Regions from separate parts of the Mus musculus genome. Here all the other regions are linked to region 1. Evidence: chromatin contacts called from public HiChIP or PLAC-seq and promoter capture Hi-C data. All regions are on one chromosome and are shown on one strand. The core of a region is the stretch at or near the end of the contact, and the rest is flanking DNA. Distances in the headings are between cores, read along the strand shown.

The links. Promoter capture Hi-C pulls out the DNA fragments that hold promoters and counts their contacts. HiChIP or PLAC-seq counts read pairs in DNA pulled down with a chosen protein or histone mark.
Region 2: a promoter capture Hi-C map of liver shows a contact between it and region 1, with 3 times the contacts expected there. The contact joins the promoter of Morf4l1b here to the promoter of Lcor in region 1. A contact is called at or near these places in 2 of 39 promoter capture datasets (the 3T3-L1 cell line and liver), 5 of 484 Hi-C or Micro-C datasets (the C2C12 cell line, bone marrow-derived macrophages, erythroblasts and 2 more) and 4 of 115 datasets of contacts at active chromatin or transcription factors (the HPC-7 cell line, the SCID.adh cell line, embryonic stem cells and 1 more).
Region 3: a contact with region 1 is called in an H3K27ac HiChIP or PLAC-seq map of extraembryonic endoderm stem cells. The contact joins the enhancer-like site here to the promoter of Lcor in region 1. A contact is called at or near these places in 18 of 39 promoter capture datasets (the 3T3-L1 cell line, 3T3-L1-derived adipocytes, the C10 cell line and 12 more), 5 of 15 datasets of contacts at CTCF or cohesin (the G1E-ER4 cell line, the NIH/3T3 cell line, embryonic stem cells and 1 more), 47 of 484 Hi-C or Micro-C datasets (the AML12 cell line, B cells, the Ba/F3 cell line and 21 more) and 23 of 115 datasets of contacts at active chromatin or transcription factors (the 230-238 cell line, the HPC-7 cell line, the NIH/3T3 cell line and 11 more).

Annotation. Positions count from the first base shown.
Region 1 is chr19:41,481,159-41,484,573 of GRCm38.p6, reverse strand. It overlaps Lcor (ligand dependent nuclear receptor corepressor), which reads right to left and starts at 1,892. Exons shown (of 8, transcript NM_001370767.1): 1 at 1,791-1,892; 2 at 974-1,047.
Region 2 is chr19:41,523,555-41,526,969 of GRCm38.p6, reverse strand. Morf4l1b (mortality factor 4 like 1B) reads right to left here and starts at 1,718. Exons shown (of 1, transcript NM_001326287.1): 1 at 9-1,718. The coding sequence starts at 1,630. The coding sequence ends at 659. All of the region lies in intron 2 of Lcor (ligand dependent nuclear receptor corepressor), which reads right to left.
Region 3 is chr19:41,448,050-41,451,464 of GRCm38.p6, reverse strand. No RefSeq gene overlaps it. Among named protein-coding and RNA genes, the nearest start is that of Gm33951, 4.7 kb to the right of the region's middle. Within about 2 kb of position 1,589, at least 20 of the 459 cell types and tissues checked have an H3K27ac peak or open chromatin away from gene starts, as enhancers often do. A contact at or near this core is called in the AML12 cell line, extraembryonic endoderm stem cells, liver and 2 more, where this site is marked.

The DNA.
Region 1 (3,415 bases), core at 643-3,142:
GGTCATGGAAAACAAAACAAGCAGAAGCAGAAGAGAGCAAAGACAGCTAGAGCCGAAACGGCTGCTTCCTGGAGGGCAGGGCAGGGCTTGGATTGGCAAGAGGGAAATTTTAACCTGTATTCAAAAAGGTAAATCACCTCCTCCCCCAAAATTGCTCAGATTTTCATTATTTACCCAAGTATACATTTAAAAATATATACTTTTAACCTCTGGACAACCAAAGTGGTATCAAATATCTTACCGAATTAATTACATTTGGTATTACAGTCTAAGTCTTTAATAAATTCACAATACACATTTTCATAACGAAATACTGCAAAAAATGGCAGTGCTCATTTTCTCTAAGTACAGGTTACCTTATTTTCCACTTTTTTTAAAGTTTTAGTTTTGCTTTTTCATCTATTACCAAAAAAACATCCCTTATGGGACATTGTAAAAGGGCAGACCCTCCTGTCAAGCCAGAAGGCTCCAACACAAAGACTGAGCTAACCAAGTGCTGTAATTCTTCCAAACTGAGGCTCTCCACACCCCCTCCACCCTCCCCCCCCCCCAGCAGATATGTCTATTAAATCAGTGTCTGTTCTCCCCCTCGCACAACAAAGAGAACTTCTCACCGCATGAAATTGCCGCTGAATGGACACCAGAAAGCAGGATTTGCATAATTCCTTCCAACGAAACCCCATCGGGAAAGAGGGGACCCCGGGCCCAAGTGGACGGACAGAATTTCCCAGGTCCGTCTGAGGAAGACCTGAATCCCTAGAACGCGCCCCATCCACACGGGGGGCTGGAATTCCGGGCCTCCCCGAGGACTGGGCGTGGGGGACAGAGGACGACGAGAGGGCATTTCCCCACACATCAGCCGCACCGAAGCAGAGACGGGGAAATAACAATGCTGAGGACATTAGAGTCAGACACAAGGATGGACAGAGGCTAGGGGGCGGCGGGTGGAGCAGACACCACAAGAGCCACTTACTTTTTGGAGGGGGGTTAAATATGTGAGTTAAGCCCTTATGGTCCCGCCGGCCGCCGCACAGAGGGAAACGGGACCTTGGGAGAGAAAAACAGACAAAACACACAGTGTGAGAGGTGCAGCTCGCCTCCCGGCCCCTCCCGGGCGCCCCCCACTCCCGTCCACGCTCCCGCCGCCCGGGGAAGCGCGCCGGTCGCCGGCCGCCGGGGCTCCGCGGAGGGGACCAGGGTGACCCCCCCGCCCGGCTTCCCACCCGGGCCTCCCCGCCGCGCGCGCACGCCAAACACAAATCCGCACACACCGACCCGTGCGTCGAGGACTAACTCCGCAGCCGCCGCTGCCAGCAGAGGAAGTGCAGCCGCTGCCCCCCGCGGCCATGACACCCCACTTGGCTCGCTCAGGCGGACGCGGGGCCTGTGACAGCTCCGGCTCCCTCCGCCCCCATCTCCACCTCACGCCTCGCACACGCCCGAGCGCCGCCGCGCGTGCACGCGTGCACGGGGGCGCGCCGCCGGCGTGGGGGAGGGGCGCGGGGCGAGGGCAGGTGGGGGCGACCCCGTGCGTCCCGGCGCGCTGGCGGCGGCGGCGGCGGGCCCGGCGTCCACAATGCGCCCGCTGGGGGAGAGGCCGCGCGTCCGAGCCCGCCCCGCGAGCCGAGGGGAGGGGCGCCGCGGCGGCGCGCTCGCGCTCCGGGGGGTGGGGGAGGGGGCCGAGCCCGGGAGGGCGCGCGGGGCCGGAGCGCGGCGGACTCTGCCCTGCTCCCTCCCACGCACGGGAGGCCGGCGGCCGGGCGGCCCGGGGCACCGGTGGAGGGCCTCACCTACACAGTGGATGAGCTTGTGGCGCCACGAGTCCAGTTCTTGCCGAAAGCCGCGTCTCTCAACGGAGCATTGCTGCCGCCTACACACCCTCGCCATCTTCTGCCGCCCGCCCGGCCCTGCCTCCGCCGCGGCCCCGCGCACGCCCAGCCGCGTCGCCCGGGGCCGCGCACGCACCCGTGGCCTGGGCGTCGCGCCTCCCGCCGGGGGCGGCGCGGGGGCAAGGCTGCGCTCACCTCCCCGTGGCCCCGTGGCGGCCCGCTCCTCCTCCCGCCCGCCCGCCCGCCCGGCGTCCCCGCGCACCAGCTCTGCGTCCCACGTCCAGTCCCCCCGCCCCGCCCGGAACGGCGTCTTTCTACGCCGGCGCTCGGTCCCCGCGCCGCCCTCGCTCTCCAGGCAGGCCACGGTGGCCCCGGCCCTCCCCGGGGCTTTTGGGTTTTAAACTAGTCCCATCTATCACTTCCTACCTGCCTATCGGCCCGCACCAACTGTTGCAAGTTCCGCACCATTGCTTCTCGCAACTTCTCGGTCGAAACGGCTCCTCCCACGGGGGCGCCGTGCAAGAGCAGAAATAGGAATAAATGCCCGGATGCCCTTGGAGGCATTGAGCCCCGAGGTTTGCAAAGGTGAAGTGGATAATTTTAAGTTTTAAGTTATCGAAATGCTTCGCCGGTATTCATAAGCCCCAATTTAAAAAAAAAAAAAAAAGAAAAGGGTTTTAAGTCAAATAAAAAGCCTAGGGGATCTCTTACTAGCAAGACTGATCATAGTTGAAAGTCTTAAGAGAGCTGAGAAAAAAAAATGTGCTAGTAGAAAATGAATTTCAAACTTTCAAACAACAGCTTAAGAATATGTTGGGAAATATACGCCCAGATCCGTAGTTCAGGAAAGGACTCAGAACATTTTGATGAGAAAGGATTTCCAGGTGCCTTCTGGGATAATTAAACCACCTTGCACAGGGAGCCTTGTTTTGTTTAAACATCACACTATTAATTACTTGATTTATTTGAAAGAGAGGAGAAAGAGCAAGGAGGAAATAGGAAATGAAAAAAACGGAAATGGCTACTTACCAATACAAGCTAGGTGGCCTCTTCCTCACCCTTAGAATTTGAGAGTGCATTCCTTCTAAATATTTAAATGTAAGTATTTCTGTAGGTAAAACAAAATCATCACTTGACCTCAAGGATTCCACTGATGTGTATCAAGTCTGGGTCTTTGAAGGGAGGGCGCTCTGGCGTGGGAACGGGGGTAACTGCCCCTAAGAATGACTTGGTGGGTCTCCTGGATAGGAGTAAGATTACGGGTAGTAGGCACCTTCCATCTCAGAGCCAATTAGATTTCCACAATTCTCAAAGCCCGCACTGTTTCATCGCTTTAGACTACTACACCATCAGCCGACCACGATGGTGCACACCTGGTAATAGCAACAGTTCGGTGGGCTGAGAGGCAGGATTGCAAATGCCAGGCCAGCCTGGGCAACATAATGAGACCGTGTCTCAAAGCAAGACCCCTGGCAAATAAAGTCTTAGGTCAGACTTCGTTGAGTTTCTGTGTGGTTATTACTACCCTGGGTTAGGTGGGGAGAAGATCAAAGGGAAATGACCGCTAGCTGGGAGAAACCATCCCG
Region 2 (3,415 bases), core at 469-2,968, 43 kb before region 1:
TTTTTTTTTTGAAATTTAAAGAAAAAATTTATTGAAGATCTGAAAAACAACTCCTACAAGATTGACTTTTCCATAAAACTGCAGCTACACGATGCATTGCGTCTATCATGTTAAAACGTGCATTAGACACAAATACAAAACCCATGAAAACAAGCCACCATTCTTTAACAGTTGAGCAAAGATAAGATGCCTAAGGAATGACATGGATGACTTGCAAAGGATGGGCTCTTTAAGCACCATTAAAAAAAAAAAAAAAGAGCACAGATGGATGAGTGTTCAGTTATATACACTGAAGTGAACCTTTGGCACTAGGAATCAGAGCATTTGTCATAGAGCATTAACACATATTATAAAAGTGCGTAGTGTCAAAGGAACAGAACCACCAGCATTCAAAAGCAGCTTTGTCAACTAGGCAAACACTCTACAGCATGTCTCTCTGTTGTCCGTCACTGATACACTGGTAGAAACTTTGAAATGAAAAAAGGAAGAAAAAAGGAGCAGTTACTCCTTTTATTTTCTCTGTTTAAAATCAAAGAGGAAACAAACAACTCTGTTATACACTAACGGTCTTCAAAGTACATCATTTGTACAAGAGAAGGACTAAGAACCAAACTGTTTACAGAGATCCAAGCACGAGGGAGAGAGGGCGAGCACGCCCTCACACGGCTTTCCGATGGTACTCAGGAGGGGCCACTTCATAATCACTGGCACTGAACAAGGTTGCAGAATTCTTCGCCAGGTACTTGAGAAAATCATGTAGATAGTTCAGTAATAAAGCAAGGCTTTTCTCATCTAGAGGCGTGTAGGCCAACATCGCTCCAATTCGCACAAATAATCTCAGCAAATGTGGCGCTCCGTACACCTGGGACATGGGCGCATCCGGGTGGTCGGTGAGGATTTCAGCGTACTGTGGTCTCTCAAACTTGTAGAGAAGCTGAGTGCCCAACATGACATTGAAGTACTCCTTTATGCCTGCCACCACCTCATTAACAGCATACTCTTTATTATCTGTATTTCCTCGAGACTTCTTATAATTTGCATAATCCTCCAAAATGGAATCCACATTCTTCTTGGCAGGAAGATAAAAAAGCTGCTTTTGTCTGGTGATCAAGTCCCAGTCATCCACAAGCCAGGGTTTCAGCTCTTCAGGGATCTTCACTTTAACTTCAACTCTGTTCATGAAGGTTTCTTCATTTTCAACGGTAGGATCTACCCGGGCTCTCTTCTTCCTAGGAGGCTGAGGTGTCTCACTGGTACTGCCACCATCTCCATTTCCAGGTGTTTTCTGCTTGTTCTTTTTTGTTTTCACTTCGACATTTTTCTGTTGCAGGCCGGATGTCTTCTTCCCCGGAGCAGCCCCTCTCATCTTGCCCTCTGCATATTGTTCCTGATTGGCCTTTTGAAGTTCTCGCTGTTTCTGCAAATTGGTGTCCACGTATTTGAGTACTCTGCTTTCTGGCACCCATTCATCCCAATTTTTATTCCAGCCACTGTAATGGATGAAGTATTTCACTTGTTTGTCCTTTATGGCAACCTTTACACACTTTGCTTCATAGAGAAGAGGCCCATGAAAGCACAGCACTCGCTCGCCCTCCTGGAATTTCGGCTTAGGGTCCTGCTTGGGCGCCATTTATAAGTGATTCGCCGCCTCCTCCTTCTCCCACCACCCCCGACTACCGCCCCCTACTCTCTACCCCACCCAACTCTGTATGTAGACTCTTAATTGTCTTAGTAATACCAGTCCCCGAGGATCCAATGTCCTTTTTGGCCTCCAAAGGCAGTGCATACACATGGTACACAGACAGAGGTAGGCAAATTACACATACAATTAAAATTAAAATTAAAAGGCAGACTTCAGAAACAGTACTATCTTGCTAAACTGATAATAAAAATAATATTGTAATTAAAATGTCTTTGCTCTACTTCCTATAAACCTCTAATCTGCAATACAGTAGCTACTGAAGTTCGTATTGTAATTAGAGTTAATTTTTATATTATTTTTAAACTGTAACTTTTTGATTTATCATTAGAAAGCAATTATTTTTCAATTTTATTTCTTGACATCAAATTATTCTAAAGGTATTAACAAAATTAAATTACCCACTAATCAAACAGCTGATTGTTATTTACCTAATGTAATTAGTTACTGTGTCCTCTTGCTCTTTCAAACATTAGAAAAGAAGAAAGGCGTGAGTTAGGAGCTGTAGAGGTAGAGAGGCAGCGGTGGTGGTGCAATCATCGGGATTAATGGCCAAATACTATCTATTTTTGACCCTGGAGACTATAGAGTCTCAGTAACAGTTAACCTCTGTTCCTTTAAGTAAATCTCAAAACAGTCTCCAACTCCAATTCCTCTTATTTTCCAGAAAGGAATTCTCATCTTTACAGTAAGACTGAAAGCATTTGAGTCTCTTAGAAGGTATTAAATAACCAAAAAATCCAGCAGGTTTGGTAGTTCTTACATGAAAGATCTATTATATAAAATTATAACAAATTTTAAACTCTCATAGTAAGTCAAATTTTATTTTTGAGACAGGGTTTCTATAAATAGCCCAGGATAATATCCTTAGGTCCTCTTATCTCAGTCTCCAGACTGCAATGGTTACAACTGTGTACCACCATGCCATGGCTGTCCTCAATTTCCAAAAAGGAAAAATGTAAACACAGCAAGAAAGGGGAAAATGAACCAACGCTTGGGGGAATAGTAATTCAAAACTAACAAAGATCAAAATCTGAACTAGGTCAACTGAGAAAGAAATTCAGTAATACATAATCATTAGGAAAAAAAATTACAGAATGAAAAACAGAGTGGCCCTGAACTCTGAAGGCAGAGTGCAGGCAGATCTGTAGGTGAGGCCAGAAGGAACTGCAGGACAGCCAGGGCTACCCAGAGAAACTCTTGTCTCAAAACAAAAAAACAAAAACAAACAAACAAAAAAGCAGGGGGGGGCGGTTCAGAGGAATGCTTGCTGGATATGATGCAAGATTACAGCCAGCATTCAAGAGGCTACACGAGTGGAATGTCCAAGTTCAGAGCTATGCTACAGAGCAAGTTTCACACCCAGACTAGGCTACTGACTAAAGTCCTGTATTAGGGGAGGGGTGTAGAAACTCTGACAAAAATAAGCAAGCAGTCAACAACACAACAAACTTAGTCATAAAAGATTTTGCCACAACTAATTTTGTTCTAAAACATAACCATATGTAAGCCATTTCTCTTCTGTTCACTTGCCACAACACACTGAGCCTTATGCACTACACACTTTAAATATTTTGCTGTTCTCTGTTCACTGGATATTAGCACTATTCAGTTTTACTAATAATAAATATCGAATTTAGCAGTTGCATAGCAACACTGAATTATCTTACGTGCTATGCCTAACATTAACAAAAGGCAAGTAAGAACAAAGACACT
Region 3 (3,415 bases), core at 340-2,839, 33 kb after region 1:
AGCAAGCTGAGCAAGCCAGAGGAAACAAGCTAGTAAGAAACACCCCTCCATGGCTTCTGCATCAGCTCCTGCTTCCTGACCTGCTTGAGTTCCAGTCCTGACTTCCTTTGGTGATCAACAGCAAGGTGGAAAATATAATCTGAATAAACTCTTTCCTCCCCAACTTCCTTTTGATCATGATGTTTGTGCAGGAATAAAAACCATGACTAAGACACTCCCCCATGGCTTGATCAGCCTGTCTTCTTATCCAGCATCACCAGTCCAGGGGAGGCCCACACATAATGGGTTGGGCCCTCCCTCAATCAATCACTAATTAAGAAAATACCCTACAACTGGATCTGATGGAGGCATATTTTCAACTGAGGTGCCCTCCTGTCAGATGACTGTACCTTATGTCAAGTTGCCATACAACTAACCAGTACAGCAGTGTTAGGGTTAACTCACAGAGTTAGCCTGCGCTAGTCAAGTACTCTAAAGCCATTTTCATTGTTGTTTCTTTTGAGACAGGGTCTCACCACATACATAGACCAGGGTGACTTGGAACTCTTGGAGATCCACACACTTCTGCCTTCTGAGTATCGGGATTAAGGGCAAGCAGTGCCACACCAGTCTCATTGCCTTGTAAAGCACGAAATGCAGTTTGACCAGGTATGTTCCCATGGCTGAGTAAACATCACTTCTATTCATCTCCACAAACTCTGCATCAACCCAAACAGAAGCTCTGTGCTCACTAAACACTACCTTCCAGGTCTCCACCCAAGCCTGTGGTAACTTCGACTTCGTTCACCGTCTTTGAATTACAATACCTCATATAAAGGGAGTCCTATAGCATCTAGAAAAGCTAGCTTTGGTCCTAGGGGATAAAAGACACAACCACACACCTAACTTCTTAACCAACGCACAAGTGCCTGTACGCACGCACGCATGCATGCATGCACACTCTGTAGGAAGCCTCCACGTCCTGCAGTCCCAGACTCTCAGTACCATGGTTATTTGATGAACAATTTTTAATTGGCCCTGACCCGTTAAATACCTTTCCTAAAGACTCAGAGTCCAGGCTGAACATCTAATTAGCTAAGCAAAGTTGTGCTGCATACCCAGCTCGAGGTGAGAAGAATCTTCAATATACTTTATTTTCCCTCTCTGTGGGTACATGTCCATGTGTTTGCGGGTGCACGTATGTGTGCTGGTACATGTGTGTACATGTGTGTTTATGGAGGCCAGAGGCCAGAGTGGGTTGTTCTCCAGGCACCATCCACCCTGTTTGAGATAGATCTCTCACTAGCATGGACCTTACCAAATACTCCATGCTGGCTAGTCAAATAGCCAAAGTATTTATCTACCTGTCTCTACATCCCAGCACTGGGATCACAAGGACAACACACCATGCCTGCTTCTTTTTATATGGACTTTAGAATTCAAAGGGCAGCAAGAAGGAAAGACAAAGAAATGATGACTTCAGATAGTTTATTTTTGGAAAAATCTGCAACAGGGTTATTTTAAGAAGCAGAGTCCATCTATCATCTGTTTACAGGTTGGAGCGGGCAGAAGGGGCTTGGAAGAGATTTCTTTGTAAGAGATGGACATTGGTCATTGCTAGGAGTGACCAAACAGTGGTGACTAGTGAGGGAAAGAATGCCAGGGGACTGCAGACCTCTCCTGTGGCCATTGTCAAGGGCAGGGATTTAGGAAAACAAGTCCGGAACGCTAATTACGGTGATTTCCAGGGAGTGTGTGGGGTAGAGGGTGGGACCTGCCACTATTTAACCAAAGAAGAGGAACTTTTCTAAGTGCAGTGGCCACAGCAAACAAGGGACCAAGCTCAGGGTTTGTGCTGCTGAGCGAGCACTTTACCAGCTGAGCTGGCTCCCCCAGTCCTGGCTCCCCCAGTCCACACTCCTTTTTTTTTTTTTTAGGGAGGGTCTCACTGTGTAACTCTGGCTGTTCTGGACCCGGCCTCAGACTCAGAGGGATCTGCCTCAGAGTGCTAGGATTAAAGTCTCATACCAGCACCCCGGCCCCCTTACTACACTGTGAAGGAAGGCAATTGAAGGTGCTTTACAGGAGTGAGGCCTGCAGGGCTCCTCTGTTCTGGCTACTCAGAGAGAGCACCTTGGGATCTTTACAAAGTTCTGAATGAAAAAAAAGTTCTGAATGTCTGGGGTTGAGAGTAGAAAATCACTTATAGGGGGGCTGGTGAGATGGCTCAGCCGTTAAGAGCACTGACGGCTCTTCCAGAGGTCCTGAGTTCAAATCCCAGCAACCACATGGTAGCTCACAACCATCCTTAACAAAAATCTGATTTCCTTTTCTGGAGTGTCTGAAGACAGCTACAGTGTACACACATATAATAAATAAATAAATCTTAAAAAAATTAAAAAAGAAAATCATTTATATCACTATATATAATCATATATATCACTAGCAAGACCCCCAAAAGCACCTACACACACACACCATGTAATTAAACATTTTTTTAAAAAAATATTTATTTATTATATCTAAGTACACTGTAGCTGTCTTCAGACACACCAGAAGAGGGAGTCAGATTTCATTATGACTGCTCTTTGAAAGAGCAGTCAGTGCTCCTAACCGCTAAGCCATCTCTCCAGCCCCACTTTTTTTTTTTAAGTCTGAGGATTATTGTTGCAGAGGAATTGTCTGTCTCTCTATATTGGTCAAGATTCCAGGATGAAGTCAGAGAAACTCTTTATCTTCCAAGACATCAAGAGCACTTGTGAATCTTGCAAAAGGCTTGGGATGAGTTCCCAGCACTCTCATTAATCCAGTTCCTGGAAAACCTATATCTTTTCCTATCTTCCTCAAGCATCCGGCACACTGGTACGCATATATACATGTAAGCAAATCACTCTAACACGTTAAAAAAAAGATTAAGAAATATGTCATTTAGGTGACTTAATCCTTTTGCGATTATGGTAAAATATTTTAAAATTTTTAAATTTTTTTTTAAGATTTATTTATTTATTATATGTAAGTACACTGTAGCTGTCTTCCGACACTCCAGAAGAGAGAGTCAGACCTCATTACGGGTGGTTGTGAGCCACCATGTGGTTGCTGGGATTTGAACTCTGAACCTTCGGAAGAGCAGTCGGGTGCTCTTACCCACTGAGCCATCTCACCAGCCCATGGTAAAATATTTAATACACACCTGAAGGATATAGCCTACTCCACACCTAGGCTGGAGCATAACGCCCATTGTTCCTAGTGTTAGGTAGTTAGCCTGGCTTTAGTAGGTTTGGAGGCCATTGCAGATAGCTTCTCCCATAATCAGAATTGGACCCACCTCCTCCTTAAACTAAAATATCAGAAGCTCTGGAGATATCTGCTGTTTATTGAAGTCTATTAAGGGAAAACTAATTCCTCTTGGTCAGAGAATGGAATCTGAGTTCAACCT